6 separate regions of the Mus musculus genome follow, and regions 2, 3, 4, 5 and 6 are each linked to region 1. The links are chromatin contacts, called in public ChIA-PET, Hi-C and HiChIP or PLAC-seq maps. All regions are on one chromosome and are shown on one strand. The core of a region is the stretch at or near the end of the contact, and the rest is flanking DNA. Distances in the headings are between cores, read along the strand shown. Region 1 holds the start of Cysltr2 (cysteinyl leukotriene receptor 2). Region 2 holds the start of Sucla2 (succinate-Coenzyme A ligase, ADP-forming, beta subunit). Region 3 overlaps Fndc3a (fibronectin type III domain containing 3A). Region 4 overlaps Fndc3a (fibronectin type III domain containing 3A). Region 5 overlaps Fndc3a (fibronectin type III domain containing 3A). Region 6 overlaps Fndc3a (fibronectin type III domain containing 3A).

Region 1 (4,718 bases), core at 1,606-4,105:
GACTCTGTTCTCAGGCTCTTCATGCAGTACAGTGGACGAGAACACACAAAAGTCACATCTGCACAAGGAGAGAGGGGTCCATGTGCTCAGGGGTGCATGCACGGGACAGTGGATTTCAGCAGGCTCTCTAGCAAAGATGAGCAATCATTAAAAAATGCTCATCTTCCTTTGAGCTACTCAGCATGCTGATGCTGATGCTGATGCTGATGCTGATGCTGATGCTGATGCTGATGCTGATGCTGATGCTGCATTAGACAAAGTTCTGAGTAGCTGCATGATCCCTTCTGAGTCTTTTCTCCCATAAGCTTAGTTCAGGGGACCAGCATCTCTTTAATGCCTGACATTTAGGGCAAACAAGGAAAGCAGGAGAGGTCCTCAGTTATTAACAGTTTGTGAGGAGATTCTGACACATAGGAAGGAGTCTCCATCATCCTCTCTCCACAAAAGTGGCTTAGTGGAGGTAGTTCCTCTTAGGCCTCAGGTAGAAGAGTCAGAAGAGACCCAAGTTCAAGTCTCAGCTCTACTTATATTCTGTATATTATATTCTGTATATTATATTATATATTTCACCCTCTCAATTTCAAAACCCTTATCTGCTGAGGGGATGAGAATAAATGGAGAAGTTGGGAGTGGCCTGACCGGCTAGGTTCCTAACACACTGAGGGCTTAGTCTGTGCTAGCCACAACCATGACACCACGGGTGACAGACATGGACAAAACTCAGAACTGGGCACAGGGCTGCCTTACAGCCAACTGGAAAAGGGAGCTGGAGGCCATTTTATCTGGAGAATAAACAGAAGGTGCAGTCCATTCTACCCAGTTCTGTTAATTTACTTTTTGTTTTTGTTTTAGGTTTTATACGTACTTAAGGTGAGGAAAAAGATAACAAGCTGAGTCGTGTGTAAATGACAACTTTTACCAACCTGACAGGTCTGCACATATACTCCTTCTTCTCTTTCCTCAAATACAGATAACTATTTTTAATAAAAGAGGGTGCATGTTACATTGCTTTTCTGTATCCTGCTTTTACTAGCCACTGAGACATAGTCATCTTTTATTTTCCAAGTGATATACTATTAATGCCATCATTTAACTAATAACATGCAGATAAAAGAAAATTCATTTCATCAATTCCTTAAAATAGTTATTATTTGGGTTATAAGAATGTAGCCAGATCCTCTGGGCTTGCCAATTTGCTTCTACCTAGGGAAATACCCTGTGACCCCAGGGCTTTGTTTTTGCCATCTACAAAATGAGAAATATATTATATATACATGTCTCTATATACAAATATACTACAAAAATTCTTATTTGTATCAAAGATGCTAAAGAGGTACTATTCTCCATGGAATGAAAACAAGAAGAAATTCATCTGGCATGCTGTTGATCAAATTAAGTTCAAGTATGTTCCTGTAGGAAGCTCAGGAAAGACTGATTCAGCCTGGGTTAATTAGTTACCCTTTATCTGTCTATCCTTTCTTAGGGGAGAAAGCAGAACACAGCTCTTATATAAATTCAGTCCATATTTTCCTTAGAGGGATAAGGATCCAGTGAAAACAATTTCTCTTGAAAAGCAGGGTGAGACATTAGATCCAGTCTTAGCCATCTTCTATACCTGTGGTATGTTTGTAACTTGGCACACATCTCTTGAATGACCTTACAAGGTTGTGAAACCAAAGAAATATGACAGCCTTGACAGGTACTAGCACACAGTGAGCTTAATGGTAACATATTTAGAACCTTCTAGAGTCTCTGCTTCTCTAGTTCCTACCTTCCCAAGCCATGGAAACAAATCTACTTACTTCAAGCATTAGTGAACTGAAGCTTCCGAGTATGGTCGCATCTCAAGGGTTGAAGTGGTTAAGGTAGATGACAAAGACTTCTAAAATTCTTATATGCCCCATAAATTAGCTCTATAAGCTATTTACAGAGTTAAAAAAAAAGACTTGCCTTTGATTGCATCTTCTTATTTCTTCATTCATATTACTCTCAGGTACATGTAAAAGACTAGAAAGTATTCAAACAGCTTATTTAACTTTTTTAACTGACTATTCATTAACATCACCTGGGAATTAATAGTAGACAAAAACACATTAAAGACTGGCCAATACCAGAAAATCCGTTTTTGAGGGGTTGTTTTCTAATCTCCTAAGATGAAGTGTTTCTGACTGAGGTGCAGCCCAAGCTAAAAATCGCCAATGGATGTTCCCAAATGAATGGGTTCCAAGCACACAGCCCTCCACACATGTGAATTCCCCAGTGTACCTCTGAACCAAATCACTGAAGTATGCCTTCTCAGATGGACTCTTCTCTCTTCCAAAAGCAAAGCTTCGGAGTAGAAAAAGGTCTTACAGAATAAAATGACCGAATCTATGCAAAATAGGAAAGAATCTAAATGGTAAAATCTATATGCTAAAAGAAGTGCCTCATATAGCAATTTACAATTACAATTTTATAGAATTCGTGGTAGTGTGGATAAAGTGCACGCTTTAAAGGAAAAAAATAATATCTGCTCTTATTTTATATATACAACTATGAGAGAAAGCTAAAAATTATATGCACCTCAAAAAGGAAGGAAATACCCCAACTGACAATCAAGCCTTGTGGTGGTATTTTCTACAGTCTACAATATTTTTGTACTTTTTCCAGTTTACCACATAAGATGGTAGAACAAACACTGATAGTTGAACAAATTAAGCTTACTTTCCACATGCCATTCCTGTACTCATCCTCAAAGCACAGTTCTCAGTAACAAATGAACACAAAGGGAAACCTACCTGTGCCTCTGCCTTCGGTCGCCCTGGCGTCTGCTCTGACTCCAGGCTTCTCGCCCCATAGAATGCAGCTTGTTTATTTAAAACAAAAGTGAAACAAACACTGTTTTATGAACAGTGTCAGCCAATAGCAAGGCGAGAAGTCACTTGGGTCAGCAGGACCTCAGCTTTGTGGCACTGTCATGGGTGTGGGTGCTTGAGTTCTTTCTTCAGAAGTCAGAGAATTTCCAGTTTGTGACTGTCAACCTCTTTCAAGTCACCCTAGAATTGCCCTGCCGCTAATGATTGGTTTTTGCTGGGGTTTTTCTTTTCTTTCTTTTCTTTCTTTCCTTCCCCCCCCCCCCCTTTCCATCGGGATCTTTTGCAGGATGTGATGGGCAGGGAGCTGGGGGGAGGGGGAGGTTAAGTGGCTGTTATTTCTCCAAAAGGGCTTCTGTTCCCATGCCCAACCCATCAGTGCAGCGCTCTGTAGCCTGCTTTAGAGCACTCTCACCACTCTCTGATGCTCTCACATTCTCACTTACTCCACTGAAAAGTCTCTGCAAAGGTCACCGATGGTCTCAAGGTTCATGTAATGTGTTCTTTCTCCGTTTTCCTCTTCCTTTCTCTCTTGTTTGAATAGCTAATTGTGGAGACTTGTTCTCAATCTGCCTCGCTCTTTTTTCCAACTTTCAGAATGGTTCGTTCTCCTTTGCCTCCTGAGACTGAGTGACAAATCTCTCCCACGGGTTCAGGTGCTTGAACGCTGGGTCTCCAGTCAGTGGTGTTATTCAGGGAGGTGGTGCAGCCTCACAGGAGGGGATGTGGCACCACCGGAAGTGGCCTGTGAGCATTTATCCCCTCAGTCCAGTTCTCATACTGCTCTCTCTGGTTCACATTTGCAGATACAGATGTGATCTCTCAGCTTCCTTCCCTGGGCACTCACCACCATGCCTCCCAGGTCATATGGACTGTCTGAAATTTAAATCCCAATAAATTCTTTCCTTGTGTTGCCATTGTTCCTGATATTTTACTATAGCAACAGACTAATACCTATTACACCCCCTTTTCAGATTGCTCATTTCCTATTAATTTTTCCAGGTGCAAGTTTTTCCTAAAGATTTCTGCCGTCTTTGTTTCTTCTTCTCTTGCCTATGTATAACTTATCCTCAGCGAAATCCATTTTAAAATCTATACTGCATCAAAATGACCCCAAATACTCAATATGATTTTGAAACAGAACAATTAACCTAAAATTCTCAAACTTCATAATTGCAAAACAACACACTACTTAGCAATTATAACAGTCTAGTTGTTTGGGTTTCTTTTTTTCCAATCAATGGCCTTTCTCTACAAAAAGGATAAACAGGCTGAGAAAGAAATTAGGGAAACAACACCCTTCACAATAGTCACAAATAACATAAAATACCTTGGTGTGACTCTAACTAAGGAAGTGAAAGATCTGTATGATAAGAACTTCAAGTCTCTGAAGAAGGAAATTAAAGATCTCAGAAGATGGAAAGATCTCCAATGCTCATGGATTGGCAAGATCAATATAGTAAAGATGGCTATCTTGCCAAAAGCAATCTACAGATTCAATGCAATCCCTATCAAAATTCCAACTCAATTCTTCAACGAATTAGAAAGGGCAATCAGCAGATTCATCTGGAATAACAAAAAACCTAGGATAGCAAAAACTCTTCTCAATGATAAAAGAACCACTGGTGGAATCACCATGCCTGACCTAAAGCTTTACTACAGAGCAATTGTGATAAAAACTGCATGGTACTGGTATAGCGATAGACAAGTAGACCAATGGAATAGAATTGAAGACCCAGAGATGAACCCACACACCTATGGTCACTTGATCTTTGACAAGGGAGCTAAAATCATCCAGTGGAAAAAAGACAGCATTTTCAACAAATGTTGCTGGCACAACTGGCAGTTATCATGTAGAAGAATACA
Region 2 (4,718 bases), core at 1,451-3,950, 500 kb after region 1:
AGAGCACACAATAGGATAGCAGGTTGAGTATGTAGTCTTTTTTTTTTTTTTCAGACAGGGTTTCTCTGTGTAGTCCTGGCTGTCCTGGAACTGACTCTGTAGACCAGGCTGGCCTCAAACTCAGAAATCCGGCTGCCTCTGCCTCCCAAGTGCTGGGATTAAAGGCGTGTGCCACCTCTGCTCGGCGAGTATGCAGTCTTAAATGCTCTCAAGGGATATTATTAACTCAGCTTCTAAGTTTAAAAAAAGTTCAGTCTGTTTGCAGGCTTTTTTACATCTCCCCCACCCCTCAACCCCCCACCCCCACCCGCCCAAAATGTTACTACTCCAGCCTGGCACTTACTATGTGGCCCAAGATTACCTTTGGACTTCTGATCCTCCTGCCTCCAACACCTGAAATGCTGACGTTACAGATAAATGCCACTGTGCCCAATCTCTGTGGTGCTGGGGAATGAGACCATGGCTTCATGTATGCTAGTTAAGCACTCTGTCACCACTGAGTCACATCCCCAGTATTTCTTCCACGTATTTTAAAACTCAGGGATTCTGGGAGTGGGAGCAGGGTCTGTCTGGCAGGGGATTTTTATGGCCTAGGACATGCTTTTGTGATGGTTGGCTTTAATTAAGAATCTGACACAATTTAGAATCACTTGGGATTGGAACCTCAAGGAAGGATTGCCTAGATTAGGCCAGTGGCATCTCTATGGGGGACTCTCCACCAGTGGGAAGCGCCAGTGTTCCCCGGGGGAGGGATCTGGTTTGTCTGGGAGTAAAGATAAAGGGCTGAGCACCGTGTGCTTGCAGGAACCCACTGCTCCCCACTGTGCGTGGGATGCGAATGAATGCGTCTAGTTGTTTCACGTTCCTGTCATCCTGATCTCCCACAATGATGCACTGTAACCTGGATTTGTGAGCCAAGAAACCCTTTTGTATCTTAAGGTTTTTTGTCAGCGTGTTTTTATCACAGTGCCAGGAAGTGAAATTAAGATGATGTGTGTGTCTGCTCCACCTAGAGACTCTAATAAAAATTCCCTAATTTCCCCTGGGTGGGGCCTGGGGTGGTTTTCTTACTTTGTTTTTTTATTTAAAAGTATTTTTATTAGCATATCTTAACTGTACATAACAATGTGTTTCATTATAGCATTTCATGCATGCATCTAATACATTTTAAAATTTCATCTTATGTGTACAAGTGTTTTGCCTGTGTACCAGTCGCATGCCTGGTGCTCTTGAAGGCATCAGATCTCTGGAACTGGAACAGGTGATGCGAGCTGCCATAAGGGTGCTGGGGATCATACTGGAACGTTCTGGAAGAGCAGCTGTGGCTCTTAACTGTGGAACAGCTGCCTTTCTAGCCCCAGTATTTAGTTCATTTCGATCATATTCACCCATTTTCGACTTTTGTTTCTTAATTCTGCAGGCTTCACTTTCCTGTCTCTTCTTTGATGGCTGAACACGTTTCATTTGGCTTGCTTACAGGAACACAGGCTACGCCACTGAATGAATGCACTCCAATGCCAACCATTAACTTTCAACCAATCCTCAAGGAGGGGGGAGGCCTCATGAGACCATTACCCCCTCCATGAAAGGATGCTGCTGATGGGTTTCACGGCTAGTGGGGTATCTCCCCCCCCCCTGTGAGTTGTAGAGTAGTCTGGAGTTCTTTAACTTCTCATTGTAGCTTCCATTGGGATGGGATTGCAGGCATAAACTATCAGGCATGCCTTGGGGTGGGTATATTTTAAAGTTAGCATACAACTCATAGGCTTTCTTACAACTCATAGGCTTTCTTACACCATTTTTATAGTAGTTTTGGTTGATCCCTTCCTTCTTTCCCTCACCGCCCTGTTCCTTCTTACATGAGTCTTATTAGTTACTGTGCCTTCACACAAACATATTATTGTGTCTTCTCATGGGGCCCTCTATAGTTTCTGGCCTCTAATCCTTGCTCACACATAAATACATACATATAAAAATTTAAAGATAGCATATTTAAATTTGAGAGAACATGTAATAGGTCTTTCTGGGTCCTGGGTTACCCCATCTTTTTCAGTTCAAATGTGATAGTATTTTCTTTTCTTTTCTTTTAATATGTATGCATTGTTGGATATATGTATGTGCACGTGTGTGCTGGTGCCCAGGGAGGCCAGAAGAGAGTTTCAGAGCCCATACGCAGTGGTGAGCTGTCTGACATGAGGCTGGGAATTCAGCTGAGTGCCACAGCCGTACCAGCTCCAAACTACTAAGCCATCTCTCTAGCTCTCTCAAACACTTTGTTAGGAGTGTTTTCAGTATGGGCGGCTTCAGTAACTAGTGAGTAACAGTCTTTTGAGTATCAGTGGCACTGTCTTTATTATTTTGTGTTATGTTTTATTTTAGTATCTATTGTATCCTAAAGGCTCAACGCATACATTCGCTTTCCCTAAGTAACCCCATTTCACTTGTGAGGCCACTAGGGCTCAGAGAAGGTAAGAAGACTGAAGTAGCAGCGTCACAGTTCTCTAGGAAGCGTTCTGATGGCCCCTTGTCCACATGTCACTGAGGTCAAAGTTCTGAAGGCCAAAGTTTGCTTTGTGCCTGCCAAACCCGGCTCCTCCGGCAGCGACGGGGTTAACGCGAGGCCCCGCCCCCGAGGATTGTCCTTGTCTCGGGCCGGGAGCGCCCCGAGAGCAACTGCGTCTCTGCGCCTGCGCGGTGCCCAGGGGACGGGTCGGACTCAGAAATGGCGGCGTCCATGTTCTACGGCCGGCAGTTGGCCGCGGCCGCCCTGAGGAGCCACCGGCCGCAGACTACGCTGCGAGCCGCCGCCCAGGTAAGCTCGCCCTGTTCGCTTTGGCCGCGGGGGTCGGCGGGCAAGGCTCAGGGGCGCGGCCCAGCTCCGGGGCTCTCAGCGGCGCTGGCACGGCCGGGATGCCCTGCTCTGCACAGAGGCTGCGGGCCAGGGCTGCGAGCTGGCGCTCGGGGCAGCTGGGCTCGGCTCCGTCCCCCGGCCGCTGGAGGCCCGGCAGGGCGGCCTGGCAGTCGGCCTCACCTGCGGGAGCCTGCCGGAGCGATCCCAGAGGGGACGGGGGCTGTCCTTGCCCGGGGCCAACGCTTCCGGACCCCCTTTGGGTAAGGGGATGCCCTTCAAGTGTACTTTGAGGTCCAGCAAACTGTCGTAGGTGGGAAGGACTTAGGAACACCAGCAGAGCTGATCTATCAGTCAGTCCTGGTAGTGAGTACTGATAACGAGTTCTTCAGTTTCCCAGCTGATTAGATGGGAGAGTAAGGATTAGATGGGAGAGTAAATCTTTTAGAGGATTTCACTTCTGGACAGACTCTAGTACCTATTTTGCTGCTTTGTTTCTCGACATTTAGGGAGTGTCAGATGTTGTCCTAAGGTCATTAGGCTTGTCAACAGCACAGGGGTTGTCATTAAGGCCAGTAACCATTGATGACGATCTGATGATGGCTCAGAGAAGTACTTTGGCCTAGGAGACATAGCAGTCTGAGACAGAACTGAGGTTTAGTTCCACAAGGGTCCATTTCTGAAGCTGTGTGCTTGTTGTGTCTGTTCTACAGCATTCAAACACAAAAAGTGGGTACTGGGAATGCAGTTTATTTGGTAGAGGGCCTGCCTGGCATGTAGGAAGTCCTGGGTTCTATCCCCAGCATCCTTGTAACCTTAGCACTTAAGGTGGAGGCAAGAGAATGAGATATTCAAGGTCATCTTTTACATACATAGTTCAAGGCCAGCCAAGGCTTGTCACTAAATAACAAAGACAAACCAATTAAACAACAACAAGCCCCAAACAAATTGGCCCTCAGTGTTAGTACCTTAAAACTTCAAGAGCGGGATTAGCTTTCTAAGATAGAGTTTTGGTTATGTTTTGAAGTAACTAGACACATCATAGGTGGATAGATTTAGCCCCCTCCCTTCCTTAAATAATGCTGCCAAGTTTTAAGAGGATAAGGATTTAGTGAACAAATAGGATTTTATTCTAATAGTTTTTAATCTATTTGAAAATTCCTTTAAGAGAGATGCCTTTGCATCTATGGGATGCTTGATAAATTGTCTTTATTTCAGCTCTTTCTCTTTTACCATAGCATTAAGAATGTATCTTGGGGGGCGGGGGCTGGAGAGATGGCTCAACAGTTAAGAGCACTGAGTACTCTTCCAGAGGTCCTGTGTTCAATTCCCAGCAACCACATGGTTGCTCACAACCATCTGTAATGGGATCTGATGCCCTTTTCTGGTGTATCTGAAGAGAGCATCAGTGTACTCATATACATAAATCTTTAAAAAAGATGTGGCTTTGGAGTTGCTCTTGTAGATGAGGACACAATATCTTAGGAGGAAACTTGTTCAAGGTCATACACTAAATTTAGTAATTCAGTTCACTGAAAGAAATTATTCCTCTGAGCAGGGTAGTGGTGTCTCAGACCTTTTAATCTTAGCACTTGGATCCCTGTGTTCAAAGTTAGCTGATCTACAGAGTAAGTTCCAGGATAATCCAGGATACACAGAGAAACCCTGTCTTGGAAAGAAAAAGCAATTATTCCTCTGGTCTTCCAGTTTTTCTGTATTTACGTGGAGAATAACCCAGGTTATGACAGGTATTCATGGGTTTGTCCAGGAATTGGCCACTTTGGGGGGTCAGGAATGTTCTTTTTCCTTAAGTTCCACTCCTCTTATTTTGAGACAGGGTTTCACTGTGTAGCCTTGGCTGTCCTTCAAT
Region 3 (4,718 bases), core at 1,163-3,662, 490 kb before region 1:
AGCCATGGTCATAAGGCTCTTTCCAGCTAATTGCAAGGCAGGTAGAGGGTGAGTAATGGGGGTATTCTATATCATCATCACTTATTTCTTGAAGACAAGTCACAATGGCAGGAACTGACGGTGGAGTCACACAGGCAACAACTTCACTGAAAGGACCTGCACCTACAACACTCATAGCCTACAAATGAATAAAGTAAGTTAACAAAGACACAATTGTGGCAGTGACCTCTAAACAGAAGATTCTGGACAGTGTGTGCCCAGGCACAGTCACCTACCTGGACTCTGCAGTAATAGGTAGTAGCTGGTGAAAGTCCTTTTAATTCACAACTGAGGCCAGGCCCACAGTAACACATCTGCATACTTCCTTCAACTCCTCCCCATTCCAGCCGGTACTCAGTGACGTCAGTCCCATTACTCAAAGGAATCTTTATGAAAAGGATACAGTATTCTTTAATTCTTGACAGTAATTAAATAGCTCTGCGGCAAAAATCATTCCTTCCTCTAACATGTTAAAAATGAGGTTATTTGAATTTATTTAAAACATTTCAACATAACCAATAGTGTATAATTTTTATTCATTAAAACTACCTGAAAACCATAAGTGCCTTGCAGCAGAAGAAAAATATGCCCAAGAGTCAGAGTATCCTAGTAAAGACACTTCAGAATAATCTGAGGGCAGGATGTTAACTTACACGGATATTCCACGTTTCAAAGGAAATGAAAAATCAGTGACCAGTTACAACATACAACACTGATGATAATGAATTTGAGAAAAAGAAATATTATACCAAATCTTATGACTGTTTGTTCAAAGTTCACCAGTGGCTAAAATATCTCAGTAAAGAAAGAAAACCTTTGATAAAAACACCAAGTGACACGAACCAGAGTCTGAATACTTAAGAGGCAAATCTATCTTACTCCAGCACTTCACTCATTTCTGCCTTGTGAATTTATCTAGGACTCAGTTTTCACATATCTGAAGGAGCAAAAGGGAAGATTACCTTTATTCTTTTATATGCACTACTCTGATCACTTTGGGAAACTATGTAAGTTAGTGGAAAGTGCAGTACCTCCCAATTCACTTGTGCACAAGTTGCAGATCTGCATGTCACTTGAGGGGGTCTGCATTGGTCTGGTGGCCCAGGAGCTGTAGTGATATCGTATTTTTCTGAAAATGGTCCAAACTAGAAAAACAAGCAGAACACATATTTTCCTTTTTCATCCTTAGATGTTCAGTGCACAGAATCCTGTATCTAAAGTCTTACAAGCAATTAAGTCCTCCAAAATTATTTGTTCATAATTCTACAGGCATTAGAAGTAAAAGACTTAACAAGTATGGAAATAGACGCAGACTTTAACGTTTCATTTAATATACTTTGCCTCTCCTACTCCCTTATTCTCTTCATGAAATGCTTTTTGTAAAAAGAGCAGGGCTCTAGTAAATTAAGGAAGTGAGAGGAAAGAAATGGTGTGAAGAGGAATGAGGGCACCAAATATGAGCACAGGAAAGAGGTGGCACCAATCTTATAGTACAGGGTCAAAGATGGGTAGTTAGTGGAAATAAGGGAAGTAAATGTTCAAAGTTGTTTTGTCAAACTAGCAAAAATGCGTAAATAAAAAGGAAGACATTACATTGAAAATGCTACCAGTTAACTGCAGCCTTGTGAGGCTGCTAAGGGCACACAGACTGACAGCTTAAATAAGGACTGTCTGCAGACTACACAATTCCATCCACAATATTTAAGTGTACTCACAGATTAAAATATAGTTCAGATGGAGACAGAACATGAATTAAAGCACAGCTCACTCAAGTCTTTAAAACTGTGGTAAAGAGACCTGTGATCTTAAATTTTGAAAAAAATTACTTACAGAATAGTTTTGGGTTTTTTTGTTTTTTTATGTGCCATACAAATAAGCAACTGCTTTGTCTTAGGGCATCTGCCTTAGCGGAGAGTTAGAGCATCAGCAACTGTGTGGAAGCACTCTCTTCTAGCCCTAGCATCACTAGTTGCAAAGTGGGCTATCAGCTCTTAATGCATTTTATGCATCTCTCTCTCTCTCAGTATGTATATGTATGTAGATACACAGTTAAATAACTCATATAAACCATAAATGCTTAAATATCAGCATTTGCTCATGAAGCAAAGCATGAATCATATCTGGTTTGCAATGAGGAGTAAATGCTGCATAAAACCAGTTTCGTGACCATGAAAACAGGCATTTAAACATCTGTAAAAGAAGCCATAACTCTTTCCAAGTGACACAAACTCTAAGGTCTCAAAGTACAAAGACAGAAAGACGAGTTATAGGGCACGCTGTTCCTTATTTGTCACTAGAAGCTTATTAAAGCAAAATGGCTTGATAGTAGGTTTGACAATACATGCTCAAGTGATGACTCAGTAGGCAGTTGCCTCACCCCTATTCTGTTTGCTGCACGAAGTCTGAAGCTGTACGTCTTTCCAGGAAGAAGGCTGCCCACTGTACACTCCACTTCAGAACCTTGGTAAACGTCTCTGGGCTCATCTTTATCTGCAGGAGTCATTTCTACTGCATAACAGGAAATGGGTGATCCACCATCAACCTGAGGAGGTCCTAAGCAGGGACATATTTAGGAGTTTAAACAGGAGAAATACTTTGGTTCTAACTTAATCATAATTCAGTACCAAAATGGAAATTACCCCATCGTAACTGTATTTCTTTTGCTTTGGGTCTACCCTGTAACCTGGGAGGGAGGCATGGGCCAGGAGGCACAGCTGGAGTCTGTACTAGTAAAGATTCAGAGACCTGCAGAAACAAAGCAAAATCAAACAACTGGATTGCTTTGATAAAGAATTTTAACACAACATAAAATTGTATTAACAGTGTGAAATCATACTTTACTACCCAAAGAAATAACGTACTGAATAGAATCAAGCCTTATTAAATCATTACAACATATTTTTATAGACAAAAGGACATTACTATAACTACTATTTAAAAAACAAGTAGGAAAAGGAATTATGTCCTTTCTATAATGAAACAAAACAAAGTATCCAAGATAATAGGCAACTAAACAAATCCTGTCCACAGGGACCCACAACCTTCTAGTTGTTCCAACAGCACAGATGTTTTCTACTGCATTGTTTTTGGAAGTTAAGACTCATAGGATTGGTTTTTGCTGGTGTTGTTAGGTTTTTAAAAAATTTTTTTGGCTTTCTTTTTTAAACCATCTTTTAACCTAAATGTTAATTTATCTATCTTATTCCTCTAATATCAATTCTACAGCCAGTCAGTTTCTCTAGTAAGACACCTTTATTTAGTATTGCTTTGATTCCTATATTTAAAGTCATGTATTTTCTTATATGACAAGAGTTTAAACCAGGGCCTTACAAATGCTAAGCAAGTATCTCACCATGAAAAGCTATCAGCCTCAGCCTTGATTTTTACTTGAAAGATTACCTGGCCTAGTTGTATATTAAGGTTCACAATTAATATTTAGTTCTTTTTTAAACACAAACCACTTGTTCAACATTTTTTCAGACAGGCAATCTATGTAAGAATGCTTCACTGACATACTAGAAAAGAATTTTAGACGCTATGTTTGTTGTTCTTAAATGTGGGGAGACTCTCTTTTGCTCCAGGTGGCTCTGGAATTCAGGAAGGAGTCTTCTACAGACGAAGACTGTTCTAACACCAAGTTATGCCTTTACTACCAGGGAGCTTCTCAAGGAATACCAGAGAGCACTGTACCACAAGCCTGCTGGGCAGGACACACTCAGTTTCACAATACTTGCAGGCCTAAAAAGAAGTTTAAAAGCCATTTTTAACGAGAGTGTTTTCATTATGTAAACTTCCACTAGAAAAATATTATTATGAATGTTCTAATAAGTGATTCTTGGTTAAATTCATTAAAAATACATCAGGAGCCTAGAGCACGATTCCAGCCCAGGAGTGAAGAATGGGAAGACATGAGCAAGGAAAGGGGCTCCATATGCTGTCCAAAACTGGGGGAGGGGTCTGCCTCATCCTGCTGCATTGAGCTCGGAGACTGGGGCTGCTTGTGGTCTGTGCCTGGGCCACAGCTCCTGGCATGCTTTAGGATGCTCCCCCAAAACTCACAAGTAGGAAATGTAGAGACAGGGACTGAAGCAAGCATCTTGGCAGGGAATGGAGAACACAAAATATTTCTGTGGTTTGAAATGACTTAAAGATGAGGAAAAGGGCAGTCTCTGCCAGTTCTCTCATGCTCTTGTTTGTTCTCAAGCAGACTCAAAGTAGAATCCCTCAAGAGCGCAAACAGTGGGAGGACTGTAAGCAGCCCAAACAGGCAGTCGGGAAGCCTGATGAAGACACCCTCACTGAATTACTGACCCATGAAAATGTTGGGACTGAGTAAGTGTAACTGAAGATGTTAAATGAACTCAATATTGAGCCAGGCTCTAAAGCTGTTCTTAGAATTGGGATACGATCAATGTAACTGATGAAGTTACTGGTCACTGACTTACTGAGTCCCCCTTTCTTTTTTTTTTTCTCTCCCCTCCCTCTCTCCTTCTCTTTCCCCTCTCCCTCTCTCTCTTGAGGCAGGGCTTCTTAGCCCTGGCTGTCCTGGAATTTGCTCTGTATACCAGGCTGGCCTTGAACTCAGGGATCCATCAGCCTCTGCCTCCCAAGTGCTGGGATTAAATACCCAGCTACTGATTCTCTTAATAATCATAAAATAATAGTTACTTTTTCTGAAA
Region 4 (4,718 bases), core at 1,452-3,951, 470 kb before region 1:
AGTGACTCGTGGGCGCTCAAGCAGTGAGCAGTCTGAGTAGAATCCAACTCTGTGAAGCAGCTAAGAAGCGACACACCTGTGTAAGGAGCGGTGTAAAAATGGACAGTGGCCAAGAAGAACAGGCAGACAATGAAAACGCCACGAGAAGCTGCTGCATTGTTAGAACCTGTGAGGCAGGTTGTTGTGTTTGCCAGTTTCTAATACAGTAAAACTTAACAGGAAGCTAACCTTGAAAGGAACTCAGAATGCTATGGACTGTGACAAAGACTGTAAAGATTACAATATTTTTGGATTTCCAAAAGATGCTAAAGTAGAAAAAAACAGCCACACTCAACTGTTGGATAGATGTGTGATTAAGAAATGAGGAGCTGGCCTCTAGTGCGCTAGCAATCCTAGGATGCAGGAGCCTAGGGCGGGAGGGCTATAAGCTTGCAGACAGCTTGGCTCACATAGGAAGACCCTGCCTCTGAAAACAAACAAATGACACACACAAAGTGAGAAAGGAACTTAAGAGCTCTGGCTATGAAATCTGAAGACAGACAGTTCTAGAATTCATAAACACAGAGAATGGAAAATGGTTCTGAAGAAAGACAATAATGACCTAACAGCAAACACATTTAGTTCCAGGCATGACTGAAACAGATGCAGGATTTTAAACTCAAGAGTTCTATCAAAGATCCCTCACAGAAGAGAACAGCATGCTAGCACGGTCAGTTCAATATACAGGAGACTATGGCACCCTTCTACTCTATCATTTGGAAGACATGGCTTCAGAAAGGCTTAGCCACATTGCAGGCCAATCAACCCTGAGAGCACAGCTCACTCTGAAGTAAAATGCACACTGACTTTCCCTACAGTGTGCAGCTGAGCTCCACAAGTGAACGTCTTTTCTATTTACGTGGGTATATATGTATGCTGCAACTGTGCTCCTCCAATGGGCCAAGGCCAGTGTCTTTTACACACTGCTATGTGTGCAGTACTGCCCCACACCCTCTGCCCCATCCACAACCAAACACCCACTTTTCCTTGAAATTTCAGCTCAAACATCCTTTCAGAAGAAAATTTCCCTAATGCCCTTGGTCAAGGATTAGTTTCCTTATTAAACACTTGGCTAGCATTCTCTTTGTTCTGGTGGTTCACAATACCTAAAAATGTTTGAAAATTTATTTTACATTAAACGTTTATTAACTTTATGTGTATAGGTGCTTCGCCTCTATATATGTCTCTGCATCACATATGTGCCTGCAAAGTCCAGAAAAGGGTGTTAGGTCCCTGGAATTGGAGTTATAGGTGGTTATGAGCTGCTGTGTGGATGCTGAGAATCGAACCCTGTCCTCTGAGAGCACCAACTGCTCTTTTCCTCTGAGGCATCTCTCCAGCCTTGACACTTAAAAACTTTACATTTATCATGTGATAATGATTTTATTAAAGGAAGTTGTAGGGACTGGGACCACACTTTGTTTTATAGTCCATCTCCAGCTCCAAGTATGGCAAATGGCATTTTGTTCAGGGTCAAATGTTTATGGAGTGAATAAATATATTTAATTTTATGATCTCAATACAAGCATGCAAACCACCAAAAAAAATGACTTGTACTTTATAGCTCATAAAATTAATCAGAGACAGCAAATTAATCACCCAATCATTAAATAAAAAACTAAAAGAATAAAATTATCCCTCCCCCCTTTTAGTATTATACACTTTACTAAACTACATCTTTTTATTTTAACAGGTAGATTATTTTAAAACTTCACTTTCTGTGGCCACTTTTTAATATTATCTACAAAAAATAGCATTAGCTGTTATGTCAACCAAACACAAATCTTACTAGGAATAGGTAGGGCCACTTCCTTTTCTTTCTTCTTTCTTTTTTTGGTTTTACATAGAGTTTACAACACCAAGAGATAAAGGTGTGACACAGTAACCACGGGCATCTGGTTGGTATGGGGCAGTCTACCGTCCATGTCATATTCTGCACATCCTCTGTGCACACACGGTATTTACATTCAAGCAGCTGTGTGTGACAGACAGCTGTGTTAGTGTATGTGTTTGATTTGGGAGCACACTGAGCTTCTAAACTGGCAGGAAGAAGGAAACTCAGCCAACTACTACTGAAAGCCCTCAGCTTGCTGCACAGTTCTTCCCCTGCCATCATAGGCATGACACAGTGACAGTAGTTAAAGTAGCTGAGGCGTTCTGAAGAACCCACAGCTCTCCTGACCACACTACAGATTGTCTAGAACTGAACATGTAACTTTTAAGGTTCTTTTATTTTTAAGGCTGAAGTACTTGCTGCTGCCGGTAAGCTCACTGAAATTTCTCTTCTAATCCATACCACAGCATTAAGAGTGTTACTCTTTGTTCAACTACCTGTTTATAATCATGGCAAAACCACTCAAGAGGAGTCATGCTGGGCTTAGGACAGACAACCAACTGTGAGCCTTCTAACAGGTGACACCTTGGCACTGCTGCACACAGGTAAACTGCTGCACAACCAAAGCCATCTAAGAAACCAGGCCAGAAACCCAGGAGTGATCACCCACAGACCAGCCCTCACACTGACAGTGAACACTATCACAATGATGGCCATGTGAGCCCTATCTTTTTTCTCAAGTGAACCCCTTGAGAAGTTCTAGGTCAGAGCTCTAGGGATTGCTTGCACTCCAACCCTGGCTCTTACTACTTCTTACTTGCTTGTTTCAGTTCCTATCTGTAAAACAGGGGAAACGGTACGTCACGAGCTATAGGAATTGAGTAACACATGTGCATCTCAATTACTCTGGAAAGAGACAGACATCAGCAAACTTTGTCAGCTACTGTGTTCTTCTACCTTTATTCCATCTACATGGTCCATTCTTAAGAGGAAACAAGCTAGAGTGAGAGAGAGCTCGAGTGCTTGAATGTATCAGCGGGAGGTGTCACAGAACAAGAGAGCCATGAGCAGCCTAGTTGATGAGGACTGATGCATTCACCCTTTCTAAACAGGCAAAATCAGAACAATCTACAACACCTTCATGGAGAGGCTGTTAACAATGGCAACAACTTTTAATTTGTTTAAAAATAAGCAAAACGCTCCAAGTGTGTTTCTTGTTATACTGATCCATGTCTTCTAGGGGCAGAGAGGTGAAGTTCTTTGCTTTGTAAGCTGAGGGGCATTTTTATTCAATGCAAAATGGCCTTGTCCTGGCTGGTAAAGCTCTGGGAAGCCTGGTTGATCCCTCACCACGGTATGCTGACATTGGTCCTTGCTCCTGCCTCGTGTCCATGCGCTGTCTGCACTTGTCTCCCTCTATGGAAGCCGAGTGGCATTTTCTTCATTGCTTCAATGTAAAATATTACTTTCCACATTACTCTACTTTCTATACTAGATTTGTCTACACATTTTTTTACTTATTAACATATAGGAATAGCATAGTAAGTATTTTCTGGATGAATGAATAAGTAGGTTAATTTCTTTAAGAATAATATGACACAGGAACACAAGCCATACATAGTAAGAGATTAAAATCAAGCCATGAAAGCAGAGTATGACCTTATGGGGGCGGGAGGTGGGAAGGGGGAAAAGAGAAAAGAGCTACAAAGAGTGTATTGATTGCTGGACTCAGAAATGAATTCCAAACACTGGTATGAACCCCAAGTAACTAAATATGATGATGGAGGAGTGATTATAGAGATTTATTTTTGTTAGGTTGTGTATCTTTGACTTAAACTTTTACATAAAAGCTAGGATTAAATCTTAGTGACTGATGTCTCTGCTAGCTTGCTTATATAATGGAGCAGAGTCACAGCACTTAGAAAGTAGAGGAAGAAAAGAACAAATCAGAGCAAATATTGTAGTTTGATGTTTTCACTACTTCGCACTAAGTTTTTTCCAAGACTATATCATTGATTTATGTATAATTACGATATCAAATTTTTGTCAATAGCACCTTTGCCTATTTCTGCTTTCTTCATATTTTGTTGATAAAACTATTACAATTGATATTTCTTGTTCCACCTTTTATGAATATTAATGCTGCAGTGAACATTTTAATGTAACTTTTAAACAGAAAATGTGATCCCAGCAGTGCACTTCCTTGTTTCTTTTAGGTGTCAATGGAGAACTTCCTATGCTTAACAAATTTGAAAATTTTCACTTCATATGACTATGTCATCTTTTGTTATGAGCCCTTTGGTAATGTATATACACCATTTTATGTAAGCTTTGTCTTATGTATTTTCTAACTTTCTATACCTAGCGTTGCAAAGACCTGGGAACTACTCGTGTTCTCCTTGTCTCAATCATGCTTCCCCGAGGAGAACCCCTCTCAGAACACTCACTCCGCGATGAGCTACTGCTGGCCTCACATTTCTATGAAGTTAACACAAAGCCTAAGTGAGAATGACAAAATCCTCCATGAATACATTAATTAGCAAAAGAAAGAGAGACATGAGCTACTTACCACTGGCTTGACAATGTTGGAAAGAAATGCTTCAAATGCTTTAGTTTCTTCATCTTTTTCTTTAAAAGAATTAAAAAAAACAAAAACAAAAAAGAACTTAAATGCAAAGTTCTCGTCCTCTCCTTTTGTTGTTTTCTAGTTTTTAATCCTTAGTCACACACAGGTGTCTGCAGCCCTTCACAGTTCATCGCTTCGGTTTCTATGGTACTCGCATGTGTGCATGCAAGTATGCATGTAGACACCACCTCTTGTGGCTGTTCTTGCACAGAATGGACT
Region 5 (4,718 bases), core at 1,311-3,810, 420 kb before region 1:
GTCCAACACCACTCTTACCTGAAAGTGCTCATGGGGAGTTGAAGTGCATGTATAGGATATGAAAGGCCAGCTCAAGTGGGACTCCGTCCAGTAGGCAGCCTCCTTGAGGTCACCACCTGTGATGGGACTTCTCAGTGATGCAGCTTTCTGTAAATTACCCTGCTCCTGTTCGGTAACCTCTGACCAATGTTCTTTAGTTAATCCAAATAAACAGACTGGTTTCCATAGCTGCATTGGTATGAAGTTGTCTTTTTGATCTATTATTGGTACCCTATCTATGATAACATTTAACTCTCCTCAGGAAAAATATGACAAATAAGGTTAGATTCTAACTTTAGAACTAAGTTGAATTACATATAACACTTGAGTCAGGCATTGTATTTACCAAGCGACTGTTTCTAAACAAGAAGTTCTTTCTAGTCTTGTCAGAAGTCTGCAAGGATGCAGTAGTATGTGAACAATAATGAATCATCTAACAGCCTTCAGGATTTACTGCAGTACATTAGGTTAACTGTGTCTCAAGAACTCAAAACCCACACACTGACATCGCAGAGAAGCAATATAGATCAATGACGTAAACCCTGTCAGGATTAAACATTAAGGCCATAGAGGTTTGGAGAAAAGGTATACACGTGGCAGGGCAGACCAGTCACCTGCCACTTGACTGTACCAGGTCAATGTTGCAGTGATGCAATGGACTGTTTTAATTTTAGTTCCAGATTTCCATGTAGTAGATTCTAAATTAATTTTCCTTGGGATTTCTGTGGTTTAAGGTCTAGATATTTCAAAACATGTTAAGGGACTATCAGTCAAATAAACTACATGGAAAATGATCTCTGCAGTCTGGCACTTTAGACAAGAGTATAGCACTAGTTATTATGCATAACATATATGGTGCTCTGCTTGACAAATCCCATTTAGAATCAGATTTTGAACATGACACCAGGATCCACTCCAATCTAAGGGTCTTCTTCCCACTCTCAACTGCTTCTTCCCTGTAATGTTTTTAGTTTTATTGTTATTTTGAATGTAAAAAAAGTTCCTAGTTTATGGTTACTGTAGGATTAGAGAAAACAAATGATTATGAGTAGCTGTGTGCAGTTTTAAAATAGCTTCTCAAATTACATGCATGCAGAGTTGAAATGTCTTCTGGAACATGAATGAAAACTCCTAGAAGCTTGACACAAAGTGTTTGCATCCTGCTATAGGCCCCTGGGAAAGGAGTGAGTCATCTTAATCCCAACATCTTCTCTTCAACTTATGATCTCCTCAAAAAGCATCACTTCCCAGGAGGATGAGAAAGGTGGCAGGATATGAGCTGCAGGTATCTAGGACCCTTGTGCTTTCTCATCATCAGTCTCACACAGACTTGAGTTGCCAACAAGCTGAGGACTACTTCCCATCCTCAGGTAGAGTTTTGGTAGAGTTTCTTTAGCCTGTCTAGGTTCTGTTGTTGGCACAAGGCCCAGACTTAAAAGGGACCTACAGAAGGGAAAGTAGTTAGGAGTGCTTGCTGCTCTTCAACAGCACCAGTGGTTGATTCCTGGTCCTGGTCCATATATACATGGTGGTTTACAACTATCTTAACTCTAGCTTCAGGGATCCTGATGCCTTCTTTTGATCACCACAAGGACATATATGCATGCAGGTGAAACATTCATACACATAGAATAAAAAATATCAATTTTTTTAAAAGTAAGAAAATAGTTTTTCTTAGTTTGTTTGTTTAATAACTATCGACCAGAGTGCAGCATCAGCAAATGTAACTTGCTGTGGTAGCTGTCTACACAGTACTTCTTGAGGACTTCTAATGTGCTAAGAACAGCATCCTGCTTCCATTCATACCATCTTTCACCTGGGAATCACTAAGTCAGAAAGCCTTTTGTCTATCATTTATGTAATTTGGATCATCTGTGTTGCCTCATATACTACCCTATCCATCCAAATTTCTTCACGCTATCAGGACCATAAAATGAAAAAGTGGATGGAACTTCCAGATGTATATGATATCTAAACATCTAAAGATGGAAAGATGGAAAAGAGGCAGATTAAGATCTTACAAACGAAAAGAGAGGGACAGGGCTTCATGTCCCTTTCACTACCTTCAGGTTCAAATGTCACCAGCCTGGGAAGCCTTGTTTATGTGGATCACTCATGGTAAAATTGAACAGAGAAAGGTTAAGAGGCAGGAAACACATTTATAATCTGGTTCCCTAGAAACAAGATACACACACACACACACACACACGTGTGTGTATATATATATATATATATAGTCTCTTTCATTTTCTCTTTCCACAGACACACACGTGTATAGAGGACAGCTTTGTGGAGTCTGCTCTCTCTTCCACCCTCACATGGCTTCCAGGGCTATGTAGCACTTGCCTTTGCTTGCTTAGCCATCCTTCTTGCCCCTGATAAAACTTTAAAGTTTTCCACTGCAGGGAAAGACAGGGCCAAGAGTAGGAGTTACCTAGTGAATGTCCATTATGAAGTATGCTGTAGCCCCTGGCCTTGCTTGTAGGTTCCTGTTATGCATGCTAAATATACATTCTACTACTGAGCTACTTGCCCCGTTTCTCTAAATAGGAAGTGTTTAGTGTGGATGCAACAGTATTTATAACATGAAGTATAAATAAGTTGTAGTCTATTTTCAGCCACACGCCCTTGAACTGTATTCTGAAGATCCCTTTTCCACCATTTCTAATCTAGGTCTGTTCCACCTTTAGAAGGACTACGCTGTTCTCCTGTCTCACAGGTATGTCTCTAATTTCACCCTGGTAACAGCTACCGCTTCTTTAAGTGGCATCATTCCTAGAAGTGACCTCGCATGCTCACACTTTTGCCTCACACCTATTTGGACAGACCTAATGCCACATCAGTGCTAGGCTTTGAAGCACCGCTCATGTCTCTCAAAAATTAGTTACCCTTCAGCAACAAGAGTTATGGCAAACTGTATATCCACAGGAAAGAATGTGCACTGAGCAAAGGTGTTTTGTGTGTCCTAGCAAGTGCCGGACGCCTGCAAAACAGGGTATGAACGGTGAAAAACTGCAACACACTGTAACTAAAAACAGCTGACATTTCACTGAAACAACACAGGGTTTTTTCTAAACATGTTGAAGGATATGACACAATGAAGCAGAAGAGAATGTCAAAAGAACTTTTAAAATAATCTTTAACGATAAAAATAAAAAACTGTATGTGATTACAATCAGTATCTTCAATTGTTATTGGCAGATGTGGAATGAGAGAGTTCTGTTAATGCCATGAGTCTGCCATAGAGCTCATCAGCTCTGAGCCATACAGAATAAGTACACAGATATTCTCCATCATCGCTGGATTATTTTGTCACTAATGACATGAGTGACATTTATGTTGTCTTGACTCTATAGCCATGGAGTATAATGGCTTCTCAGGCTTAAAATAAAATCACACACAATGTTTGCTGTTGCAAAAGGAAAAAAATATTTAATGTGAATCCTAAACTGGAAATGGCGACTCACATCTATAATCCCAGCATTTGGGAGACAGAGGCAAAAATATTGCTGTGAGTTTGAGGCTAGTCAGGGCTACCTAGTGAATTCTAGACCAGAGTGGGTTAAAGAATGAGACCCTGCCTCAAAGCACACAGATTTCAAAATCACAGTTGTGAAAAGGTTTTTTTTTTCTTTCTATTTTTGTGCAGGTAGGAAGGTAAACAAACAAGCAAATGAAAAACAACAAACCAACAAACCCAACATCCCTAAGATGTTGTAAAAAGGAGATTAGGAGTGGTCTTTTCTGTTTCCTGGAAAAGTCTCTTTATGTGTCACAGGGTATGAATCAGATTATATAAACTCATTGTCATTCATTCCAGGGGCTTTGGTGATGGCTCAGTGTATGCTTGCTGTAGCCTTGAGTTAAGAGCCCAGCACTCATGTAAGAAGCTATACACAGAACCTCTGTAATTCCGGTTCTGGGAGGCAGAAACCGGGGGATCCCTGGAGCTCACAAGCCAGCCAACACAGCCCAACCAGCGAGCCCCAAGTTCTATAAGGTAGCCTGTATCAAAAAGAGAGCAGCTAAGGAACATAGCCAATGTAGACCTCTGGCCTCCACACCAGCACTCACTCACTCAGGATAGTGTTGGTTGTTTTCCTATAGTGACAGTCTTTGTATACCCAGTCATATATATCCTAGTGTCTCAGTTAGGATTATCATTGCTGTGCTGAAACACTACAACCAAAAGCACCTTAGGCAGGGAAGGCTTTACTAGAGTTATAGTTCCATATCACTGTTCATCATCAAAGGAAGTCAGGACAAGACCTCAAAGAGGATAGGGACCTGGAGGCAGGAGCTGGTGCAGAGGCCATGGAGGACTGCTGCTTACTGGCTTGCTCTTCACTCTTGTTCACCTGCTTTCTTACAGAACCCAGGACCTCCAGCCCCCCAGGGACGGCACTACCTCAATGGGCTGGGCCCTCCCCAGTAAATCACCAATTAAGAAAATGCCTTACAGGCATGCCTACAGCCCCATTTTATTTCTTAATTAAAGTTCCCTCCTCTCTGATGACTTCAGTTTGTGTCAAATTGACATAAAACTATCCAGTAAACCAAGATATGTCTTCATAAACAAATATAAAGGTTCATCTTTTTTTCTTGAATGACAAGTAGTACTTCCTCAAGTTAAAATTATAGTAGGCTGCCCTATTATATGTAAAGCTAAAGAAAATCTC
Region 6 (4,718 bases), core at 1,215-3,714, 360 kb before region 1:
AGTTATTACCAGGCAACCAGGGCAACAGAATACAGTTATTACCAGGCAACCAGGGCAACAGAATACAGTTATTACCAGGCAACCAGGGCAACAGAATACAGTTATTAACAGGCAACCAGGGCAACAGAATACAGTTATTACCAGGCAACCAGGGCAACAGAATACAGTTATTACCAGGCAACCAGGGCAACAGAAGAATACAGTTATTACCAGGCAACCAGGGCAACAGAATACAGTTATTACCAGGCAACCAGGGCAACAGAATACAGTTATTAACAGGCAACCAGGGCAACAGAATACAGTTATTAACAGGCAACCAGGGCAACAGAATACAGTTATTACCAGGCAACCAGGGCAACAGAATACAGTTATTACCAGGCAACCAGGGCAACAGAATACAGTTATTAACAGGCAACCAGGGCAACAGAATACAGTTATTACCAGGCAACCAGGGCAACAGAATACAGTTATTACCAGGCAACCAGGGCAACAGAATACAGTTATTAACAGGCAACCAGGGCAACAGAATACAGTTATTAACAGGCAACCAGGGCAACAGAATACAGTTATTAACAGGCAACCAGGGCAACAGAATACAGTTATTAACAGGCAACCAGGGCAACAGAATACAGTTATTACCAGGCAACCAGGGCAACAGAATACAGTTATTACCAGGCAACCAGGGCAATATGCTGTGGTTAACTCATTAATAGATTCATATTGAAGTCAGTGACTGGCCTCAGGCAACATATGTTAACAAAAATCTATCAGGGACTCATGAAAGTACATAAGTATCTGCCACAGCTGTGATTAGTGTGGGGGAAAATAAAACCTTACAGGACTTCCATCTGACCCTGAAAAGCAAGTCAGCAAAAAGAAGGTGAAGCTTAAGAAGGTGTGTGAGCACATATGAAAACAAAAACCAAGACAAAACTTTCCTAGGGGAAAGCAAAAACAAAAGCCTACTTCTACTGGTTATTCAATAGCAAAGACAGCAGCCCTTTAGGCTAAAAAATCCACAATGACAAAGACATGAGGTAAAACATATTTCTGTTTCCTTACCTGTTGTGTTCCATCTGCACTTACAATAGGGGCAGACAGAAGAGAGATGTCGCTACTTAAAATCTGAGCTGTGTCTAGCAAAGGCGGGTGTTCTGCCATTATCAATAAGGCATCAATATACCGGAAAGCCCTCCAACTCTGCAAAACAAAAAGACATAACCACTGAAGTATACATCCAGAAAATACATTAAAATACAATCAGGAATTGCCTCACTAACAAACAAACTGTCCAAGGAAGACCAAAAAGATCACCTGACTTCTTTTTCAATCAACTACTTGGGAAAATGTATTTCATACAACCCAACCAAGGTAACTATTAGTTATCCTCAACCTAACGCTAATACCAGAAGCTCTATTTACACTTTCTGCATCTCCATCCTTCCATTCCTAGATAGGGAATTTAATTTACTCATCACTATTCAATCTACATCCTGAAAGACATCAAGCTGCAATGGCTGAATGAGGTAACCGTACCTCTGACACTTTTCTTTGAGCTGACAAGGTAAAATTACAAAGGCTCAATCTCCCTCATCGTCCTGTTTGCCTTGAGGCACTATACAAAAAGAATCATGATTTTCTACTGAATCCTCACACAAAGTAACACAGTTTAAGGGGGAGGGGGGAGTTGTTCAGGATCAGGGCAAGAGCCTTCAAATTTTAAGTTTTAAGCTCTTCCAGTATCCATTCATCTGCTCTGAGAACAACTGTACAGCACAATGAATCTTATGTGAATGAAAGGGTGTACTAGCACTCATACGGCAAGGTGGGATGGTAGGATTAGTTTATACTGCATGAACCAATAAACATCAGCAAACTGAGCAAAATGACCACAGTCACACGTGCTACTAAGTCGACGCTGAGCTTTATGGAGTCATTTCTGGATGCCTGTCACATTCACCAAGTCAGTGCTAAGGGACAAGACATTCAATTTTCAAAGATGAAATTCACACTATTTTAAAATGTTGAATCTGCATAGAAACTCCCATAGAAGTTGACTCAACTTGACAACAATTTTCTGTTTAGCTGTATTAGAAAGTGCTGAGACTCTTAAAATGCATTCAACACAGGTACTTATTGATGATTTCACACTAAAAATGGCAATAGAGAACACTGTATATGATTAGCTGACTCATGGAAAGGCACACCACTTAGACAGTGTTTATACTACATACACATGCATATGAACACATTAACTTCTGCCATAATGTACATTACTAAACTATTAAAAGACTGACAAAACGTAATACTGTGAATCACATCAAATAATTTCTCTGTGGAATTTACAAAGAATTTTAAGGCGGCAAAGAATCTTTATGTTATTTTGACTCTTGCAAATCTCACAATTTTATTATGTAAGAGCAGACACTTTCAGGAAGTAAACTCCCAATTAAAGAGAGTGTGTAAGTACTTCATTTTTGTTCCCCGCTTCCTCTTTCTTTTTCTTCCTTCACCCCTCCCTCCCCCTTCTCCTTGTTATAATAGCAATGAACTTGTATTTCATTAACAGACAGCCTCTCGGTGTCATGCAGGTAGACTCCAACCCTCCTCTGCTATGGTCCCCTGGGTCCACAAGGCCACAAGCTCCTCCTCCTCCTCACTGCACTCATTTCTCTTCTCTTTTTCCTTTTTGTGTGTGTGTGGACTGAGGACTGAGTTACACCACAGACAACTGAAGGAATTCAAAGTACCAATAAACAAAATATTCTCAAAATCATATATTGGTTTGGAAAATTAATTTGAACTTGGAATGGCATATGACTGGGTGGGCACCCTTAGGAGGAGAAAACCTGTCTAAGACTGACTATGTCAAGTGGCATTGAAACTAACAAAATAGCAATCAGTAACTAACAAAGTCCTACAATCATTTTGAAAAAACTCTTCTAGAATCTATCAAAGTTTGTTTCTCATGCTAGGGTTTGAAGCCAGGCCAAGTGAGGCAGGCACTACCACTTAGATCCACAGTCCTATCTACCAAAGCTGGGCACATACATGTAGTGGATGCTGTTTATGCTCTGACCACAAAGACTCACAACAGATGCCCAAAAGTAATGCATGCACTTATTGAAATATAAGTGGACCAACACACATGTAAGTATATGAGTTTGTAGCAACTTGATTTAATAGTCCTTTAAAACCAGAGACAACCTAATGCCCCTTAGAAATCAACCAATCTATTCAATAACTATATAAACCAAAGAAAATAATAAACTGTCAATTCAGAGAACAGGGAGTAAAATTTCTCAAATACAATGTGAGTGAAAAACAAAGAGAATACATACTGTTCAACTTTGAAGAAAGCTCAAACACAATTTATTGTTAAATCAACACACTGGTTGCCTCTGGGGAGTTAAAGATGGGGGCAGGTAACAGTTTCTGGGATGCTGACTCTGCTCTGTGACTTGACCCAGGAGCTGTTAAATGGACCACAACTACTAAATTGTAAACACTACATGTTCATCTTTCATGTACTGTTCTGTACATTTTTTCAATACAATAATCTTTGAAAGTTAAAGACCACATCATCTCAAACTGTCTAGTAAAACCATTCAATAAATTCAATACTCATTCATGAAAAAGATAAAAACTGAAAGCAAAAAAAATAAAGACTATATATAAAAAACCACAGGGAAGATTATATGTAATAACTAAGCCTGGAAGTTTTTCTTCAAGATCAGGAAAAGACAAGAATGCCCATTTCTATAAATACTTATTTCAAATATTTCCCTTATTATATTGCTATTATACTTATTATATATAGTTCTGTTTCACAAAGGCAACTTCTTTCAAGTTATTTCATATACTTTGACCATATATATTTATTCCCTATACTGTCTCGACTTACACTTCCTCCTTTTCCCACAGGTATTCTAACTCTTCCTCTCCATGTGTCTCTTCTGCTTTCATGCCGTTCACTCATGCATGTGTGTTCACATACATGGTAGATACATATCACATACATAGTAATAAATATATGTTTTGTTGTTCTAGATCCACAAGTGAGAGAAAATACTTGTCACTCTGAGTCTGGTGTATATTGCTTAATATGATGAACATCCAACCAGCCATTTCATTTTTTGTATTGTTCTTTTTGCTTCCATTTCATTATTTCTTGCCTAATCTTTGCTATCATTCCAATATTCGCTAACTTTATATTTGTTCTTATTTTTCTAAGATCTTGAGATGCAAAACTCAACTGAAGCTGAAGAGACAGTTCAAGGGTTAACAATGCTGACTATTCATTCTCAGCACCTACATGGTGGCTCACAATGATCATCATTTTAGCTTCAGGGGGATCTGACACCCTCTTCTGACCTCTATAAGCACCAGGCATGCACATGGGACACATCCATATACCTGCAGATAAGCACTCATACACATAAAACAGAATTTTAAAAATGTTAAATAAATTATTTGGTATGTCTCAGATTTAATTTTTAATATATAAGTGTCTAGCTATAAATTTCTCTTTGAAATGTTGTGATTAGGAGCTGGGACATGGGTCAGTGAGACAATGCTTGCTGAACAAGCATAAGGCCATGGGTTTAGATCCCCAGCACCCACCTGAAAGCCAAGCATGGCAATGTATCGAGTAACCTTACACTGGGGAACAAAGACAAGTAGATGCAGATCCCAGCAGCTCCCTGGTTAACCAATCT

The links. A called contact is a pair of places that touch in the nucleus more often than the background predicts. ChIA-PET counts read pairs in DNA pulled down with a chosen protein or histone mark. HiChIP or PLAC-seq counts read pairs in DNA pulled down with a chosen protein or histone mark.
Region 2: an RNA polymerase II ChIA-PET map of memory CD8 T cells shows a contact between it and region 1, with 11 read pairs. The contact joins the promoter of Sucla2 here to the promoter of Cysltr2 in region 1. A contact is called at or near these places in 4 of 39 promoter capture datasets (hematopoietic stem and progenitor cells, liver and pre-B cells), 1 of 115 datasets of contacts at active chromatin or transcription factors (memory CD8 T cells) and 1 of 9 other capture datasets (liver).
Region 3: a contact with region 1 is called in a Hi-C map of bone marrow-derived macrophages, with 13 read pairs. The contact joins the enhancer-like site here to the promoter of Cysltr2 in region 1. A contact is called at or near these places in 13 of 39 promoter capture datasets (the 3T3-L1 cell line, 3T3-L1-derived adipocytes, the C10 cell line and 8 more), 1 of 15 datasets of contacts at CTCF or cohesin (the NIH/3T3 cell line), 2 of 484 Hi-C or Micro-C datasets (bone marrow-derived macrophages and pre-B cells), 1 of 115 datasets of contacts at active chromatin or transcription factors (effector CD8 T cells) and 1 of 9 other capture datasets (adipose tissue).
Region 4: a Hi-C map of bone marrow-derived macrophages shows a contact between it and region 1, with 14 read pairs. The contact joins the enhancer-like site here to the promoter of Cysltr2 in region 1. A contact is called at or near these places in 14 of 39 promoter capture datasets (the 3T3-L1 cell line, the C10 cell line, the HPC-7 cell line and 10 more), 1 of 484 Hi-C or Micro-C datasets (bone marrow-derived macrophages), 1 of 115 datasets of contacts at active chromatin or transcription factors (bone marrow-derived macrophages) and 1 of 9 other capture datasets (macrophages).
Region 5: an H3K4me3 HiChIP or PLAC-seq map of bone marrow-derived macrophages shows a contact between it and region 1, with 3 times the contacts expected there. The contact joins the enhancer-like site here to the promoter of Cysltr2 in region 1. A contact is called at or near these places in 9 of 39 promoter capture datasets (the C10 cell line, cranial neural crest, embryonic stem cells and 5 more) and 3 of 115 datasets of contacts at active chromatin or transcription factors (bone marrow-derived macrophages, effector CD8 T cells and embryonic basal ganglia).
Region 6: an H3K4me3 HiChIP or PLAC-seq map of bone marrow-derived macrophages shows a contact between it and region 1, with 3 times the contacts expected there. The contact joins the enhancer-like site here to the promoter of Cysltr2 in region 1. A contact is called at or near these places in 8 of 39 promoter capture datasets (the 3T3-L1 cell line, the C10 cell line, cranial neural crest and 5 more), 1 of 484 Hi-C or Micro-C datasets (group 2 innate lymphoid cells) and 1 of 115 datasets of contacts at active chromatin or transcription factors (bone marrow-derived macrophages).

What each region holds. Positions count from the first base shown.
Region 1 is chr14:73,046,259-73,050,976 of GRCm38.p6, forward strand. It overlaps Cysltr2 (cysteinyl leukotriene receptor 2), which reads right to left and starts at 2,856. Exons shown (of 5, transcript NM_001162412.1): 1 at 2,778-2,856; 2 at 2,266-2,370.
Region 2 is chr14:73,550,086-73,554,803 of GRCm38.p6, forward strand. It overlaps Sucla2 (succinate-Coenzyme A ligase, ADP-forming, beta subunit), which reads left to right and starts at 2,701. Exons shown (of 11, transcript NM_011506.4): 1 at 2,701-2,812. The coding sequence starts at 2,723.
Region 3 is chr14:72,556,564-72,561,281 of GRCm38.p6, forward strand. It overlaps Fndc3a (fibronectin type III domain containing 3A), which reads right to left. Exons shown (of 26, transcript NM_207636.2): 18 at 2,679-2,784; 19 at 2,417-2,592; 20 at 1,071-1,184; 21 at 276-425; 22 at 1-178. Among named protein-coding and RNA genes, the nearest start is that of Gm30500, 67 kb to the left of the region's middle. Within about 2 kb of position 2,413, at least 12 of the 459 cell types and tissues checked have an H3K27ac peak or open chromatin away from gene starts, as enhancers often do. A contact at or near this core is called in bone marrow-derived macrophages, where this site is marked.
Region 4 is chr14:72,578,515-72,583,232 of GRCm38.p6, forward strand. It overlaps Fndc3a (fibronectin type III domain containing 3A), which reads right to left. Exons shown (of 26, transcript NM_207636.2): 7 at 4,443-4,501. Among named protein-coding and RNA genes, the nearest start is that of Gm30500, 89 kb to the left of the region's middle. Within about 2 kb of position 2,702, at least 24 of the 459 cell types and tissues checked have an H3K27ac peak or open chromatin away from gene starts, as enhancers often do. A contact at or near this core is called in bone marrow-derived macrophages, where this site is marked.
Region 5 is chr14:72,627,576-72,632,293 of GRCm38.p6, forward strand. The region is part of intron 3 of Fndc3a (fibronectin type III domain containing 3A); the gene reads right to left. Among named protein-coding and RNA genes, the nearest start is that of Fndc3a, 80 kb to the right of the region's middle. Within about 2 kb of position 2,561, at least 10 of the 459 cell types and tissues checked have an H3K27ac peak or open chromatin away from gene starts, as enhancers often do. A contact at or near this core is called in bone marrow-derived macrophages, where this site is marked.
Region 6 is chr14:72,682,572-72,687,289 of GRCm38.p6, forward strand. It overlaps Fndc3a (fibronectin type III domain containing 3A), which reads right to left. Exons shown (of 26, transcript NM_207636.2): 2 at 1,063-1,200. The coding sequence starts at 1,161. Among named protein-coding and RNA genes, the nearest start is that of Fndc3a, 25 kb to the right of the region's middle. Within about 2 kb of position 2,465, at least 34 of the 459 cell types and tissues checked have an H3K27ac peak or open chromatin away from gene starts, as enhancers often do. A contact at or near this core is called in bone marrow-derived macrophages, where this site is marked.